Regions from separate parts of the Mus musculus genome. Here all the other regions are linked to region 1. The links are chromatin contacts, called in public HiChIP or PLAC-seq and Micro-C maps. All regions are on one chromosome and are shown on one strand. The core of a region is the stretch at or near the end of the contact, and the rest is flanking DNA. Distances in the headings are between cores, read along the strand shown. Region 1 holds the start of Zfp768 (zinc finger protein 768). Region 2 holds the start of Zfp668 (zinc finger protein 668). Region 3 holds the start of Vkorc1 (vitamin K epoxide reductase complex, subunit 1). Region 4 holds the start of Aldoa (aldolase A, fructose-bisphosphate).

What was found. Hi-C and Micro-C count contacts between places; a contact is called where the count stands out from the background. HiChIP or PLAC-seq counts read pairs in DNA pulled down with a chosen protein or histone mark.
Region 2: a contact with region 1 is called in a Micro-C map of embryonic stem cells, with 4 times the contacts expected there. The contact joins the promoter of Zfp668 here to the promoter of Zfp768 in region 1. A contact is called at or near these places in 5 of 39 promoter capture datasets (the C10 cell line, cranial neural crest, hematopoietic stem and progenitor cells and 2 more), 5 of 484 Hi-C or Micro-C datasets (embryonic stem cells, natural killer cells and nephron progenitors), 4 of 115 datasets of contacts at active chromatin or transcription factors (bone marrow-derived dendritic cells, embryonic stem cells, extraembryonic endoderm stem cells and 1 more) and 1 of 9 other capture datasets (liver).
Region 3: a FOXA1 HiChIP or PLAC-seq map of pancreatic cancer cells shows a contact between it and region 1. The contact joins the promoter of Vkorc1 here to the promoter of Zfp768 in region 1. A contact is called at or near these places in 2 of 39 promoter capture datasets (liver and neutrophils) and 1 of 115 datasets of contacts at active chromatin or transcription factors (pancreatic cancer cells).
Region 4: a contact with region 1 is called in an H3K27ac HiChIP or PLAC-seq map of thymic regulatory T cells, with 6 times the contacts expected there. The contact joins the promoter of Aldoa here to the promoter of Zfp768 in region 1. A contact is called at or near these places in 3 of 39 promoter capture datasets (embryonic stem cells, liver and pre-B cells), 1 of 484 Hi-C or Micro-C datasets (embryonic stem cells), 6 of 115 datasets of contacts at active chromatin or transcription factors (the 230-238 cell line, bone marrow-derived macrophages, double positive thymocytes and 3 more) and 2 of 9 other capture datasets (adipose tissue and liver).

Annotation. Positions count from the first base shown.
Region 1 is chr7:127,344,004-127,347,662 of GRCm38.p6, forward strand. It overlaps Zfp768 (zinc finger protein 768), which reads right to left and starts at 1,311. Exons shown (of 2, transcript NM_146202.1): 1 at 1,146-1,311; 2 at 1-872. The coding sequence starts at 1,233.
Region 2 is chr7:127,875,001-127,878,650 of GRCm38.p6, forward strand. Zfp668 (zinc finger protein 668) reads right to left here and starts at 1,836. Exons shown (of 3, transcript NM_146259.4): 1 at 1,047-1,836. Zfp646 (zinc finger protein 646) reads left to right here and starts at 2,701. Exons shown (of 3, transcript NM_172749.4): 1 at 2,701-3,107; 2 at 3,570-3,650.
Region 3 is chr7:127,893,961-127,897,739 of GRCm38.p6, forward strand. Vkorc1 (vitamin K epoxide reductase complex, subunit 1) reads right to left here and starts at 1,657. Exons shown (of 3, transcript NM_178600.2): 1 at 1,449-1,657; 2 at 545-654. The coding sequence starts at 1,621.
Region 4 is chr7:126,797,798-126,801,181 of GRCm38.p6, forward strand. Aldoa (aldolase A, fructose-bisphosphate) reads right to left here and starts at 1,457. Exons shown (of 9, transcript NM_007438.4): 1 at 1,248-1,457.

The DNA of each region.
Region 1 (3,659 bases), core at 61-2,560:
CTCACATTTGTAAGGCTTCTCGCCGGTATGGATGCGCTGGTGCTGGATCAGGGTCGAGCCTCGTCCAAAGCTCTTCCCGCAGATGCCACAGATGTTAGGTCGAGGGCCTTGCCCACCCCTGGCCCGGCCACCCCTACGGCCTGGCCCACGCAGGGTTCCTGTCAGATTCAGTGGATTCTGGAGCATCTCAAACTGGGGTGCAGCCAGCAGAGCCCCCGAAGGCATGTCAAATGGAGGCAGCGCTCCTGTGGGCTGCTCCCCAAACCCTTGAGTAAAGGAATCCAGGGGGTGGACTCCTAGGGAGATGCTCAAGGGATTCTTTTCCTCGGGGCTCAGAGGCATCTCTGCACCTTCCTGGAATTTGGAACTTTGAGTTTCAAACTCAGGGCTATGGGTTTTGAACTCAGAATTCTGAACGCCATCTCCAGAGTTCTGCGGTTCATACCCGGGGCTCTGAGATTCATACCCTGGACTTTGAGATTCAAATTCGGGGCTCTTTGAACCGTACCCAGGGCTTTTGGGTTCATACCTAGGACTCCCAGGTTCACAGCCAGGGCTCCTGGGATGGCAGCCAGGGCTTCGGGGCTCATACTTAGGACTCTGGGATTCAAACTCCGGGCTCTGAGGATCTGATTCAGGACTTCTGGGTGCAAACTCAGGGCTTGGGGGCACAAACCCAGGGCTTCGGGATTCAAACCCTGGGCTTTCAGGCTCAAACCTGGGGCTCTGGGATTCAAATTCTGGGCTTTGTGGCTCAAACTCTGGGCTTTGGGGTTCAAGCCCAAAAGGTATTTCTTCAACTTCATAGTCCCCATTGCCTTCTCGCTGAGAAATTTCCCCTTCTTCATTCTCACTTGTGTTGCCTGCAGGATCTGAGAATTACAGAAAATCCAGATTGAATGGGGGTCTGGAAGGTCATTGGGTCCATTAATTGTCCCAAAATTCTCTTCCCACTCCCCAAGCAGGGTCATTGGCCCCTACAAGTGAGGTGACAAAATGTACCACCTCCCCTCTAAAGACCCGGGGCACTCAGTCTCCACCCTCCACCCCACTTCCAAGTGTTTAAGATTCCGGCCTTATTTCCCTCCCGCAGGCCACAGCCCAGTTTTCTGGCACACTCCTAAGAGGCGCGGTCCTTCCCTCACCTTTGAGAGACCCTTCGGGGCTGCCCACTGCGTTGGGACTGTGCACATCCCGGGACTCCAGGCCCCACGACGACGCCTCCCGCTCCATCCCTGCCAGTTCCCAGTGCGGCGGCGGTGGCGATGGCGGACGATCCTACGACCCAGTTCGAGTGCCTGGAGCCCCGAGCCCTCGCCACCCGCGCGTTCAGAGCCTCCGAGGAGACCGGGCGGCCTGGCTTCGGCCGCGAAGGCCGGACGTCTTGACCCTGGGCCTCTCCGGCCCCGCCCCTGTCCGCTGCCCCGCCCCCCTCCCAAGGTCCCCGATTGTCTCGTGGCCCTCACCGGCCCCCGCGCGTCGTGGCCTCGGAGGTGAGGGGCGAGGCGACTCCTCCGGCCGTCCCCCAGCCACAACTCCCAGCCCGAGACCCTCTAGTCTCGGCCCCTAGCCCCGGCCGGGCTACTGCGCCCCTGCCCCCTCCCCCCGCACAGGAAGTGTCCGTCCCTGGCCAGTTCCCCCCGCTGGCTCGCGCCGCGGCCTCTCTAGGAGCGGCTGGAGGTGGAAACTCGTTGGCATTAACCCTGGACTGGATCTCCCGGGCCTCGGGGGGTGGGGGCGACCCGACGCCCCGGAGCCGGCGGGAAGGGCAACAGCAGTTTGTGTGTCTGTATCGCGGGTCTCGGCCTAACCGGGGACCTGTCTGCAGGTTTCTCCGACCATGTGCTGGCTACTGAGTGTGGCCAAGGGCGAAGCGGCAAGTGAGACCAAGGTCAGCGAGAAGGAGCGACGCTTCCCGGCGCCAGCGGGGGAGGCGGCTAGCTCCTCGCCTCAGCCTCGGGGCACTCGGACTGGCACCGGGAACGCGGACGGACGCCCGTTTGACCGCACAACCAGGCTCTGGAGCCCAGAGCCTGCTAGCCCGCCGAGCTACGACAGTGACACCCGCGCCCACTCCCCCCTCCCTCGCCCTCCCCTCCCCCTCCGCGATGCGGGCTCGTTGCCAGAGAAACAGCTCCGCCTCCGCGCCGCGAGGCACCGCCCACTCCTCCCAGGATTGGTTGTTGGGGCCGGCTGTCTCTGCTTCACCGTGGTCCCGGGGTCACCGTGGGTCCGGGCCGTGTAGAGCAGAGGGCGTTCAGGCCATTCTAACAGGATGCCCGGAATGCCTGCGGGAGTGAGAGAGGGAGGCGCCGGGCGTCTCCTCGCGAGCTCGGCCTGCGCTTTGTAAACTTTCCCCTGAGCCGTTTGTCCTGTATTAGGAAGAATGGAAGCCTAGGGCTCTTAGGGTAGACACCCTTCCTCCTCTGCTTTTCTCCCTTCTCGTTTCTTCTGCTCTCAGGTTTTACAGGTGCTGAGGGGCCACTCCAGAGATACTAACATAGGACGACCTTTAATTTCTTCCCTTTCCAAATCTTGTGTTTGATTCCTCGTTTCTTGATTTTCTCACAAGCGTGCGGGACAGTTCGGAGAGTGACACTGAAGAGTTCCAGAAGGGAAGGGGGAGGGGGAAGGGGAGAGAAGAGAAGAGAAGAGAAGAGAAGAAAAGAGAGGAGAAAAGAGAGAAGAGAAGAAGAGAAGAGAAGAGAAGAGAAGAGAAGAGAAGAGAAGAGAAGAGAAGAGAAGAGAAGAGAAAGAAGAGAAGAGAAAGAAGGAAGGTGGGCCAAACAGGCCCTTTTATAGCAAGCCAGACCTACCTGGCTGTTGCTAGGTAACTGTTGGGCGGAGCGTAGAAGGAATACCTGCAGATAGCCCTGGCCCCGCCCAGTCTGCGGGCCCTGTTCAGCCTTTCTCCCTGTCTCCCTGTGCTCTGCACTCTTCCAGATGGCTTTGGCTGTTCTCTCTCTCCTATCGACAATTAGAAATAAGATAAAGACTTTCCCCTAACTCTCGCATGGAACAGTCGTGTCGTCAGTATCATCTAATCTAATCTAATCTAATCTAATCATTTTCTACTCTTCTACTGAAGCAAGTTTGGTAGTCTTGACAGCTAACGAGCCAATTCGCTGCGCTCAGCTTCCTGCATACTATAATCAAGGGTTTTCACAGCCAGCAAGTTTGAAGATTCTGAAGACTCTGCTAAGCCTTTTGGGTGTCAGATGTCCAGATCTAGTAGTGATGTGTCTGTCCAGGAATGGTCTCTCTTTACCTCAGACTGGCCTTGACTTCTCTATGAACTGAGGATCCTCTTGTCCCCGTCTCCAGAGGACTGGGACTATATGTATGTGACACCATGCTCGGCCTTGTGAGTATGAGGCAAAGACTCCATCAACTGAGCTACACCCCTAGCTGCCTCCTCCTCTTTCTCTCCTCCTCCTCCTCTTCCTCCTCTCCCCTCCCTTTTCCCTCCCCCTCTCCCGCCCTCTCCCCCTCCTCTTCCTCATCTTTCTGTCTTCTTCTGTTTCTCCTTTTCTTCATAACCAAGTTGAGAACAGTCAAGTTGGCAGCCACAGTGCCTCTCCCAAGCAGATTTGTATTCACTCCCCCGTTGTTGAACTAGAAAAAAAAAATGTCCTTCAATAGCAGACACATTCAGCCAT
Region 2 (3,650 bases), core at 586-3,085, 530 kb after region 1:
AAAAGAGGCATCTAGATATAATCCTCAAATAGGTCAACATATAAGCCTCCCAAACCTTGAGCCTTTTGATGAAACTGTGTTGTGGTGAATGTTTAATGATATCCTAGGCCTAACAACCAGTCAGCTCACATGATCCCATTTTTCCACCCTCAGATTCTGTAGCAGCGTCCACTCTGGTCAGCAACCAAAGCTCCATCAACAATTCACAAACTTTACCACCTCCATATGCAATTCCCTTTGTCCCTCCTTTTCCTTCTCCCATGGGAAGATACTTGCATGCTTCCAATACTCCATTCCCCACAAAAATAATAACGAGCTGTAAGATGAGGGATGCATCGCGCTCGGGGACTCAATTTCTTCAGTGGAATAGTGGAACAGCATACGGGAGTTTGCAGGGCAGTAGGGCCTACCAGACTCTCTGAGGAGGGACAAGACCTGCAGAAACCCAGCGCTCCTCGCTCTCTGCAACCGTGTTTGTGCGGGTGTCCTCGCCAGACAGGCAGCCCCCGCAGAGCGGGGCTGTATGCTGACTCATTTGGGACTAAACCCTAGGATAACGTAGCTTCGGCGAGCGGAACAGGGCAGAATGAATGAAGAAGGAAGGCATGAAGAAATGAATGGACGGAGGATTCAGAGCAGGACAAAGACCTGCAAAATGGCGTTCTTTAGGACCGCGGGAGGGGCGGGCAGAACCTCGGACTGGGAGGGGGGGCGCAGCCGCCAAGGACTCGGCGACGAGGCCCTCGCCACTCAGACAAAAGCCCGGAACATGGCGGACTCTAGGACCCCCGGGTCCGCGCCGAGCAGGGCCGGCAGTCGCGTCCGCTGAGCCTGGGCATCCAAAGCACTGACCGGCGGGCACCGGGCGGGTTCTAGGACCTGCTGGGCCCGCAGCCCGCCCGAGGCCGCTCACGGCTCGCCCCGCCCGGGATGCTCGCGCCTGGTCAACTCCGTCCGCTCGGCAGCACACGTGAAGCCGGGAGCACCCCAAACCGCGTCGGGGGCCGCTGCCCGAGCCCCCGCGACTTCCCGCCGGCGTGTCCTACCTGGATCGGTTTTCGCAGGCTCCGCAGCTTTGGCGGCGGTGCCTGGCGCCGACGGAGCTCGGGACAGTCGGAGAGGGGCAGGCGCTAGGACCCGGAGGGAGGGCGGGGAGGGGCCGCCGGGCAGACGGCGGAAGTGGAAGGCCGCCTTCCTTGCTCGGGAGGAAGGAAAAACTTAGGGAAGCAGCCCCGAGCCTGCGGAAGCAGAGAAGTATCTTGCGAAGGGTTTCTGGGTGCTGAGGGGCTGGCACGCCGGGCTGATTGACGGCGGACACCCGCCAAGTCGCCGGAAGCGTCTGCAGGAGCTAGGAGGTGGGACGATGCGGAGAGGGCGCTCGGGCTTTGTGGTGCCCGCGTCCACGTCGAGTCCACATTTCCTCTAACAGCGAGGAAAGGACTCAGCGAGGATCCCTCCACGCCAGCCCTGGGAAGAAGCTTTTATGGAACCTCGTGAAAAGTGTCACCAAAGCGCCGTAGCCGGGGCTGCAGGGTCTTTCCTGTGACCGTACTGCCCGAATAAGCACGCGAAGGGTTTCAGCAGCTCTGGACGGAAGTGTGGCTTAAATCCATCCGAACGCCGCGCCGACCTGCGTGGGCGGAGCCAGAGCTGCGCCCGCAGCGGAGCGTGGGGGCTCACGCTGCCTGGGAGCTCCAGCATTCTGGAAATTGAGGCAGGAGGATTGCTCCGAGCTCGAGGCCGGCCCGGGCTGCAGAGTTAGACCCAGTCTCAAAACAACAAAAAGAAAACAAACAGTCGGGCCCACCCGGAACCTAGCGCCGGAAGCGTGTCCGTGCGGAAACACTGCCCGCGGGAGGGACAGGAAGTGTTCCCAGGCGGAAGTTTCGCGGGGAAGCATTAGCATCTAGGACACTTCCTGGTTCCTGGTAACAATAGGAAGTGTCCGCGGAACTGGGCTAGACTCTGGGTTCATACCAGCTGTCCCTGCTCCCTCTACCTCCTCCTCTCTCCCGCACCTTTCCCTCAGCTACCACTCCCGGGTACCCTGGCTGAGTGTGCGTGTGTATGGGCTCGAGAACTCTCGCACCAGCCACCACTTATGGCTCGCGGCTGCAGTTAGGGTAAGGGTCCCAGTGCGCAGGCGCGCTCCCGTTCACGACCTCCAACGGACGCGCCGGCGGCGGGAACCAGAAGGCACTCCTGGTGCGAGGTAGGGATCTAGAGAAGAAATTGGCAGAAAAGACGAGTGACTCTACAGGAATGTGATGGTGGTTGGTTAGGAAAAGGGGACTCGAGTGAAGGAGTTTTGAGAAGTGAGAATTCTGGGACCAGGCTCAGCTGGTGAGATTAGAAATAGTTGTGCTAGGGTCCCAGGAGACTAGTCAGCCCCGGAGAAAGGCCAGATGATGTGGCAGAAATGAATAGCTGCTGCTGGTTTTGGAATGAAGGTTGCCTCTTGAAGTGAGTTTATGTAAAAAAACGAGGTAACACGGCTTTGGATTTAGTGGTGTAAATGTACTTACAAGCTTATCATAGTGTCGCATGATTCTAGTCCCAGTTTGGGAAGCGAGGGCTACATAGTAAGACCCTGTCTGAAATGCCACCCACCCACCCCAAATACACTTGTGTAACAGCAGTGCTTGGCCCATGGTACTGTCCAGCCTGAGTTGCTATCATAATTTAGAGAAAAAGTAGAAGAGGGAATGAAAAGTGTTGGAGACAGCAAGGTAAGGTAGGTAGGGGATAGAAAAGGCAGAGAATAAAATGAACTTTCAACCTGAAATGGAATGGGATTAAATGTACTTAAAGGAAGTAAAACTAACGCCTAACAGGGAAACAGTGTGATGCTGAAAAGGCCAGGTTCATCCCTAAGAGGGCCTCTACCTTCTACAACACATAGGTGACCACTGAAGCCAGGTTCGTCCCTAAGAGGGCCTCTACCTTCTACAACACATAGGTGACCACTGAAGAAAGCAGCTGCTCTGCCATTCTTTTCAGACCACTCGGTTTAGCTGAAGAGTGAAGAAAGAAAGGTTGCACGTCTGTGTAAGGCCTGCCCAACAGTCGTGGCTGTCTCCTTCAATCTCAACTCTCAGGAGTCTGAGGTAGGAAAATTCATAAGTGTGAAACTAGTTTGGGCGACTGAGGGAATCCCAGAGCAGCTTGAACTTTACAGTGAGCTGAGACCATATCTCAAAAGCAAATAGTTCTGGTTCGTTGTTACAAAAACAAACACACACCTCATAGATTTTTGTTAGGTTGTCAGAATGATAGAGTGCACAGTCTGAAGATCAATAAGATCCATTATATATAACCTAAAAAACAAAATCAGTCTGTCTAGGCTCCAGATTTTATTTTCCTTATTTCTCTCAGGCTCTAGAGATGACTTAAACCTGGGGGAACATTTCTAGGAGTTTGTGCATAGCGAGGCTTTCTGAACCTCCAGACCTAAGAGAGAGCGGGTCCCTTGGCATGGATGTTTGGGGAACCTCTTTGCGACTTGCTTTAGTAACCAAGAAACAAAACTGACTCGATCCTTCCTTCTGACTACTGTCCCCCCTTTCTAGGCCTCAGCCCTTCTGCAGAGAGAATGCTGCTGCCACCTGTCTGTCCCTCCTGAGCCTCCAGGGGTTTTCTACCGCTTTGCC
Region 3 (3,779 bases), core at 407-2,906, 550 kb after region 1:
ACAGTCAGATCTCTCAGTCTGAGGCCAGCTGGTCTACAGAGTGAGTTCCAGGACATTCAGGACTACACAGAGAAACCCTATCTCAACACCTGCCTCAGCCTCACCACACCCCTCAAAAACAAACCAAACAACAAAAACAAAACCCATGTGAGGTGTGGTGGCCCATGTAGTGACTTCCAGAACGGCCAGGATTACACAGAGAAATCCTCTCCTTGGGTTGGGGGGGAGGGGGGAAGAGGAAAAAAGGTGAGGGAGGGAGAGGGAGAAGAAAAAACGAAAAACTAAACAAAAAGAAAGAAGTTGATTCTTTGCCATAAAACTGAGATTGTGAGAAATCTTTGAGGGCCCTCAGCCTCTGGCTACCTAAACCAAGTAGGATAAGCCTCCTGCTAAGTGTTCTGCTTTCTTGACTCCTTGTGATGAGATTGCTCAGTAATTAGCAGCTGGGTGTCAATTGTCTGGGTCACCGACACGACACGACACGAGGTGGGGCTGCTCTGGATTTCAGAAGACAGGTCATGAAGGGGCAAAGCCACTCACTCACCTAACAACAGCTGTAAGGTGTAGAACAGGCAACCAAATATGCTGTTGGATTGGTTGAGGACGCTGTCCGCTCCTAGCATGTGCTCCACCAGCCCAAAGCCCCGGCCCCACCTGGTGGAAGTGAAAGAAGCAGGTAAGTGGGGTAGGCCAAGTGCCTCTTGAGCTTTTTTGTAGAACAGTGATTAGCAAGAAGCTCCACCTACTAAGAGTCCAAAGGGCATTGACCTGGCATGTCCTGGGGCTCTTAGTGGCCTGTCATCACAGACTATCAATAATTTTTCAGGAGTTGGTGAGATGGCTCAGGAAAAACAAGTATCAGCTGCCAGGCCTGTCAACTGGATCGAATCCCCCCGCAGCCCACAAAGAAGGAGAGACTCAACTCCCGAACGTTATTCTCTTGACTTCCACATGCATGTAGTGGCATGCATGTGCCACCTCACAAACAAATAAATGAAAGGTTAAAAGTTTTTCCCAGCTTGATTTCGCTTTACGGTGATCACAACTGGGAAATCTATTTGCTTGGGCCTACAAAGCTACAGTTCCCTCACCACCCACTAACATTTGGTCCTCCAACCCGGACAGAGTGAGCCACTTTGTCCCCTCAGCACAGCCAATAGTCCACCCCCTCCTCCCGCTTTGTATCATCTCAAGTTTCCTCAGTCTCTATGCAATATACTGCCCTGCCTCCTCCAGTCTTCCCATCATTGGTATTTACAGTATCCTCAGAAAGCGTTCAAGCACCAGTATCTCTGTGAGGTCCAGTGTGCACGTCCGATTACCCACCAAAACCCATGGAGCCAGGCCGCTCTCAAAGTGTCCTTTCTGTGGACACTGCGACCCCAGACTCCAAAATTATCTGGTAACCTGGCCTTCAAGAGCCCCATGCTTTCCATGTCTGCACGCACCGAGAGGAGAAGACGCGGGAACAGCTGATGGCCGTGCCCACATCGCAGAGCGCGCGGTAATTTTCATCGCGGGCGCGCGCCGCCTTCACGTGCAGTGCGTACAGTGAGAGGGCTAAGCCAGCGAGGCACAGTGCAAGCCGCACGAGTCCAGGGCTCCTCCAGGTGGTGCCCATGTCGACAGTACAGCCCAGGGACAGGAGGGAAGAATCGCCACGGGGCAGGGCGGGGCCTGCTGTCACCACGCCCCTCCTACCGGAAGATTGGTCGGCCTCCGCTGGCGTTCTCCAATTCAATTGGTTATTCTTAGGCATGACAGCTAGGAATGCTGGGCTGGTAAACAGGATTTAGGAATGTGGGTAATCATTGATAACGCAGCTGCCGGGCATGATGGGAATTGTAGTTGGAGAGGCTGCAAGACATTAAGGGAAATTTGAGTATGTAGTGCTGTAAAGCTACTTTGTTTTGTTTTGTTTGGTTTTTCAAGGACAGGGTTTCTCTGTGCAGCCCTGGCTGTCCTGGAACTCACTCTGTAGACCAGGTTGGCCTCTAACTCAGAAATCTGCCTGCCTCTGCCTCCCAAGTGCTGGGATTTAAAGGCGTGTGCCACCATGCCCGGCTCTGTAAAGCTACTATTAACAGGACGGTAACACACACACACACACACACACACACAAACACAAACACACTGTCGCTATCTTCAGACACACCAGAAGAGGGCATTGGGTCCGGTTACATATGATTGTGAGCCACCGTGTGTGGTTGCTGAGAATTGAACTCAAGGACCTCTGGAAGTTCAGTCAGTGCTCTTAACTGCTAAACCATCTCCCGTTTAGCTCATTTGGGGGGGGGGGGGAGGTGAGACAGGGTTTCTCTGTGTAGCCCTGGTTGTCCTGGAACTCACTCTGTAGAAGACCAGGTTGGCCTCGAACTCAGAAATCCTCCTGCCTCTGCCTCCCGAGTGCTGGGATTAAAGGCATGCGCCACCACGCCCGGCTTAGCACATTTTTTATGACAAGTTCTGTCTATGCATCTGGTATGTCTAGAACCTACGGGTCAATAGACGAATGGAATTCCGCGAAAGCAGGGATACGACTCTGGAAGCATTTTCCCCGAAATTATTTCAGATACCATTTGTCTACAACCTGTCTTTCAAGATCACCGCCAGCCATCCCTCGTGTCTCACTAGCGCCCCTTGTGGGCAGAGGCACCCTCCCTCTCACAATAAATTCCTTTATCTAGGCCATACTTTCCTGTGATTTCCCAGACCTCTGTACCACTGTGGCGCACTCTTGGCAAAACCTGAGCCTGGATCAACCCAACAATCCCTCTTATATTATCTCCCCTTTACAAATATCCCCCCCTCCCCACTGAGGACCTGTCAGTTCTGTACTGTCTGCCTTTCCACCCTTCCCATTTGCCTGGAGTTTCTTCACCAGCTCCCTCTCCAGTTGTCTTTAATCTAATCCCTTCACAGCCAAGTTTTGGGAAGATTTTACATTCCCAGTCTTCCTTACGTCTTACTGATGCTCACATGACAAACTAGCTGCCCTTGAGCATGTCCTTGACACCTAGTTGCAAGCATGACTTGAACATTGAGTCTAATGTTTATTTTTAGAGTCAAAAAGTTTGACTTCCAAGTGATATTAGTTACTGCTTTAAGGAACTCTTTCTTCCTTGATGGCTGCCCTCTCTCCATGGCTTCTCCTTCTCGGGTCTACTTCTTTTACGTCAGAGAGTGTGGTGGATACTGTAAGTGTTCCTGCTCAGATGGGAAGGTATCCTGGGACTCGGAAGCCCAGGAACGACACAGCTGAGGAGAGAAGGTATTCCAATGGGAGGGCATCCTGAGACATGGGGGCCCAAGAGCCACACAGCTCTGAGAGGAAGCATCCTCAGCAGAGGCATTGCAGCTCCCAGGAAATGACATCCCCAGCTGAGCTGAGGAGCCTCAGCCCCACTCTGTCTCTTCGCTTCCTCCCTTCTTCTCTGTATTGCTTCTTTTGATGAGAGTCATGAAGTAGAAACTTATGGGTTCTTTGGAGAGTCAGTTGTGTTGGACGGTGTTTTGCTGTCACAAACGTGAAGAAACATTTCACTGAAGCAGACACAGGAGAGAGGATGTTCTGCTAAAGCAAGCACATGAAAGGACACATGATGAAGGAGCCTTTGCTAAGTACACACATGCATTGGCCTACCTTACATTGCTTAGTTGGGCTCTGATTGTTGGAACTCCAAAGAGAGAAACACACCAAAAACCTTCTGGTAGTGTGCTATGGCTTCTTACCATTTCCAGTGACTCAGGCTGATGGGCAGAGTGATATCAGCTGAGAA
Region 4 (3,384 bases), core at 207-2,706, 550 kb before region 1:
AGACCAGCGCTTAGTTGGACCATCCCATGGTCTCCCCGGTAACAAAGCTTCCCTGGAGGCCAGGGCACTAGCCCCCACCTCCCCTGCCCCACTCCCTGAGGGTCCTGGGATACTTCCTGTCCCAGAGCTCTCCCCTACTCCCGACTTCCCTATACTAGACCTGCCTCTTCCTGTACCTTTCCTAACTCTGTCTGTTGCTGGGTGTTGCCCAGCTCAGAGTGGGGTTGCTCACTGGCAACTGGGGGAAAGGAAAAAGCCAGAGCCAGGGACAGGCGGGTCATGTTGAAGCTGGACCCATCTGGCCTGCGCGTTGCCATGGGTCACCTTGCCTAGAAACAAAATTGAACCGGGAATATTTTAGAATTTAAGGATCACGAATAGGGCAGAGAGCCTAATACCCTCATCTGAAAGAGCCCAAGAAAGAAATGATCTGTGCTCAAAGCCACATAGCAACCCAAAGGCGAGAGTTAAGAGAGAACCAAGATTTCCCGACTGAGGTGGGGGGGCCCCTTCTAATCCACCCAGGGCCGGCCCAGGCTTCAAGGACACCCCAAGGTCAGGCTTCTCTCTTCGTGATGGTTGCGGGGGAGGAGCTCGAGGAAAAGGATTAATTATTAGGAAAAACACAGGGCCATCAGAAGCACAGAAAAGGGGCTATGGAGCCCAGGTAGAACGAAACCTTTGCCTCCATACTGTTAGAAGGGGAGGGAAAGGATGTACGAGGCACGTGCACTTCTACGCTACAGCGGTTCCAGACTCAGAATCAAGGTCACAGATAAGGAAAGATAGTAAAGTGTTAATGGGCAACAGAGTACTGCAGCTGAGGAGTTTAGCCTTCTCTCCTGGGGCTCCCCCGAAAGGAAACCAATTTCCTCCACCCCATCGCGTAAATCCTGAGACGGTGTAAGAGCCGATCGCCCCCGTCTCCCCATCGCTTCTTGAGATCTCTTGAATAGGAAATGGGACCCTGATGCTTTGCATAGCGGAGAGTTTTTGCAAAAATAAAGAGGGGTCTGTTTTTCCACCTCATCTTGCTTCCTCCCCCGGCATGACTCAGCGCGCTGAGTTGCTGCGTGGCGCAGCGAACCGCCAGGGCGCAGGCCGGAGAACCCGGGCTGGGGGCAAGCGTGGGGGTAGAAAAAGGAGAAGTGAGGGGCCGTGGGGAAGACGGCTCTGCACTGCCCGCCACCGGCCCAAGATCCTAACCCCATAGACCCTTCCCCGAGCACGTGTCAAATGGCGCTCACCTGGCACAGGACGGGGTGGGTCTGCCTGGTACGCCGGTGGGTAGGCGAAAGGACTAAGGAGCGAACGCGGCTAGGGTCACCAGAACCTCGTTCTGCTGCGCGTTCCAAGAGAACGCAGCCTATTCAGCTGGGTTGGGGGGGACGGGAGGCGGGGCCCCGGACATTTAAAGGCGCCGCTCCGCCCTCTGCAGGTTTTTTCCCTTGCAGGGACGGGAACCGTCCAATTGAAGGTGGGCACTGTGCGCAGCACCGCCCCAAGATGCTCCGATAGGAGGCGGCACTGGGGAGGAGACAAGCGGCTAGAACACGATCCCTCCTCCGCCCCGCTAGGACGTGACTCGAGCCACATCCCGCAGGTCACCAGGCCCCCCCCCCCAACACCCCCCCCCCCAACCCCTGCCTGGCGCGCGCGCGAACATCGTGACTCAGCCGGAATGTGGGTTGGCGAAGAGTAGGGAGGGGGTCAGAGTGAGATGGTGGCTGGCCTCTCCTCCAAGACCCCTGGCTTCCGGCTGTGTAGTTGCAGCCTGACGTCACTGCTAAGAACGCAGAGCTTCGGAGCCTCCCTGCCTGCCTGCTTCGTCGCTTGACTAAAATGCAGGGCGCGTTCCATCTCTCCCTGGCCAGAGCACGGCGCAGCTGACATGGTACGCAGGCAAAACCTCCCAGAACTAGTGTGCCGGCCACATCGGAACTGAGTGGCGTATCCAGGCCTGGCGTTGCCTAGCAGATTGGCGGGAGGCACCACCCGCGAGCTAAACACACCCAGTTTGAGGAAATGACCGACAAGGACTGGCCCAAGCCAGACAGGTCTTTCCCGAACCTGATTTCCTTCTCCAAAATAAAAAAATCCGTCTCGGAGCTCTCTTGTCACCCTGTAACTCTCAGAGCACTCAGTTTCCTCAGGTCCCAATCCGCAACCCCCATTCCCATCCTGCAATCCGGATAGCGGCCCACCTGTGGCGCAGTGACAGAAGCCGCAGAGCCCGGTCAGCAGAGAGTGAGCCCGGCAGTCCAGGGCTGGGTTTTAAGGCAGCTCCTACTCCCCACCCCTCCCCTACACACCCCCGCACCAGTGTCCCAGACCTTCTCGGTAACCCCTGCCCTTTCCCCACCACGAATCCCGCGGCCGGGACCTATATTTAGGGAAACCTGAGGCTCCTGACATTCATCCCTGCGTGGGGGGTGAAGAAGAGGCAGCTTTGGTTTGCCTTGAGAGGAGGAGGTGCCACTGCTCACTCACCGGTCTTTAGAGGAACCTCTTCCTTGGAAATACAGTGAAATTAGTCAAGAAATCAGTCTCAGGTCCAGGATCTGTAAGGCAGAACAAGAAGGGAAAACATCTAGATATTGCCTCCCACTGCCTCCTCTGGTTCCCTCCTCCCTTGACTCTGGTGCCTGCTGGTGGTTGTACTTTTTTTTTTTTTCCAAAGGAGAGCAGATGCAGGCAGGATACTCACCTCTTAAAATAACCAGGAGTCTAAAGGCAGGGTGTGGCTGGCCATCCCTTTATCCTGATAGTCCAGGTTGGCAGAAACCTCCCACACTGTTGCCTGGGTGAGCAATGTCCTGCATCCTCACCCTCACATACAATAGTTTATCAGGGAAGGGAGAGGAAGAAAGGCAGGGGCACTGGCCAGAGCATCAGGCCCTTTTCAGCGGTCCAAGGGCTCTCAGAATCCTGCCTTTCAGAGAACTCAAGGTTCCCAGGTAATTAGGCTGGGCCTGCCATCCATAGCTCCAGTGCAGTAGCTCCAGTAATGATGTCCTGAGGATCATAGAGGGGGCCCTGGGGACTGGCCACTCCCCAAAGAACAACGTCCCCAGCCCCATCTTTCATCTGAGCTTGATCTCGAAACAGAGGCAGTTGAGGCTCTGGCAGTCTGGGAGCTGGCAGGCACAGGCACAGTCACACAGTGGGCAGCAGCCAGGGCATCGAGGGGCCCAACCCTAAAGGAGAAGAGAGAGGTGGGTAAGCAGAGGGGCTGAGGAGCACCCACCCACCAGCCCAGTGGGACGGAGAGACAAAGCACTGGAAAGGAAGCACCCTCCATGCTGAACAGCAGCAGTGATAAAGTATCTGTCCCACTGGGTCCTGTGTGTGTGCGCGCGCGCGTGCGCGCGCGCGCGCGTGTGT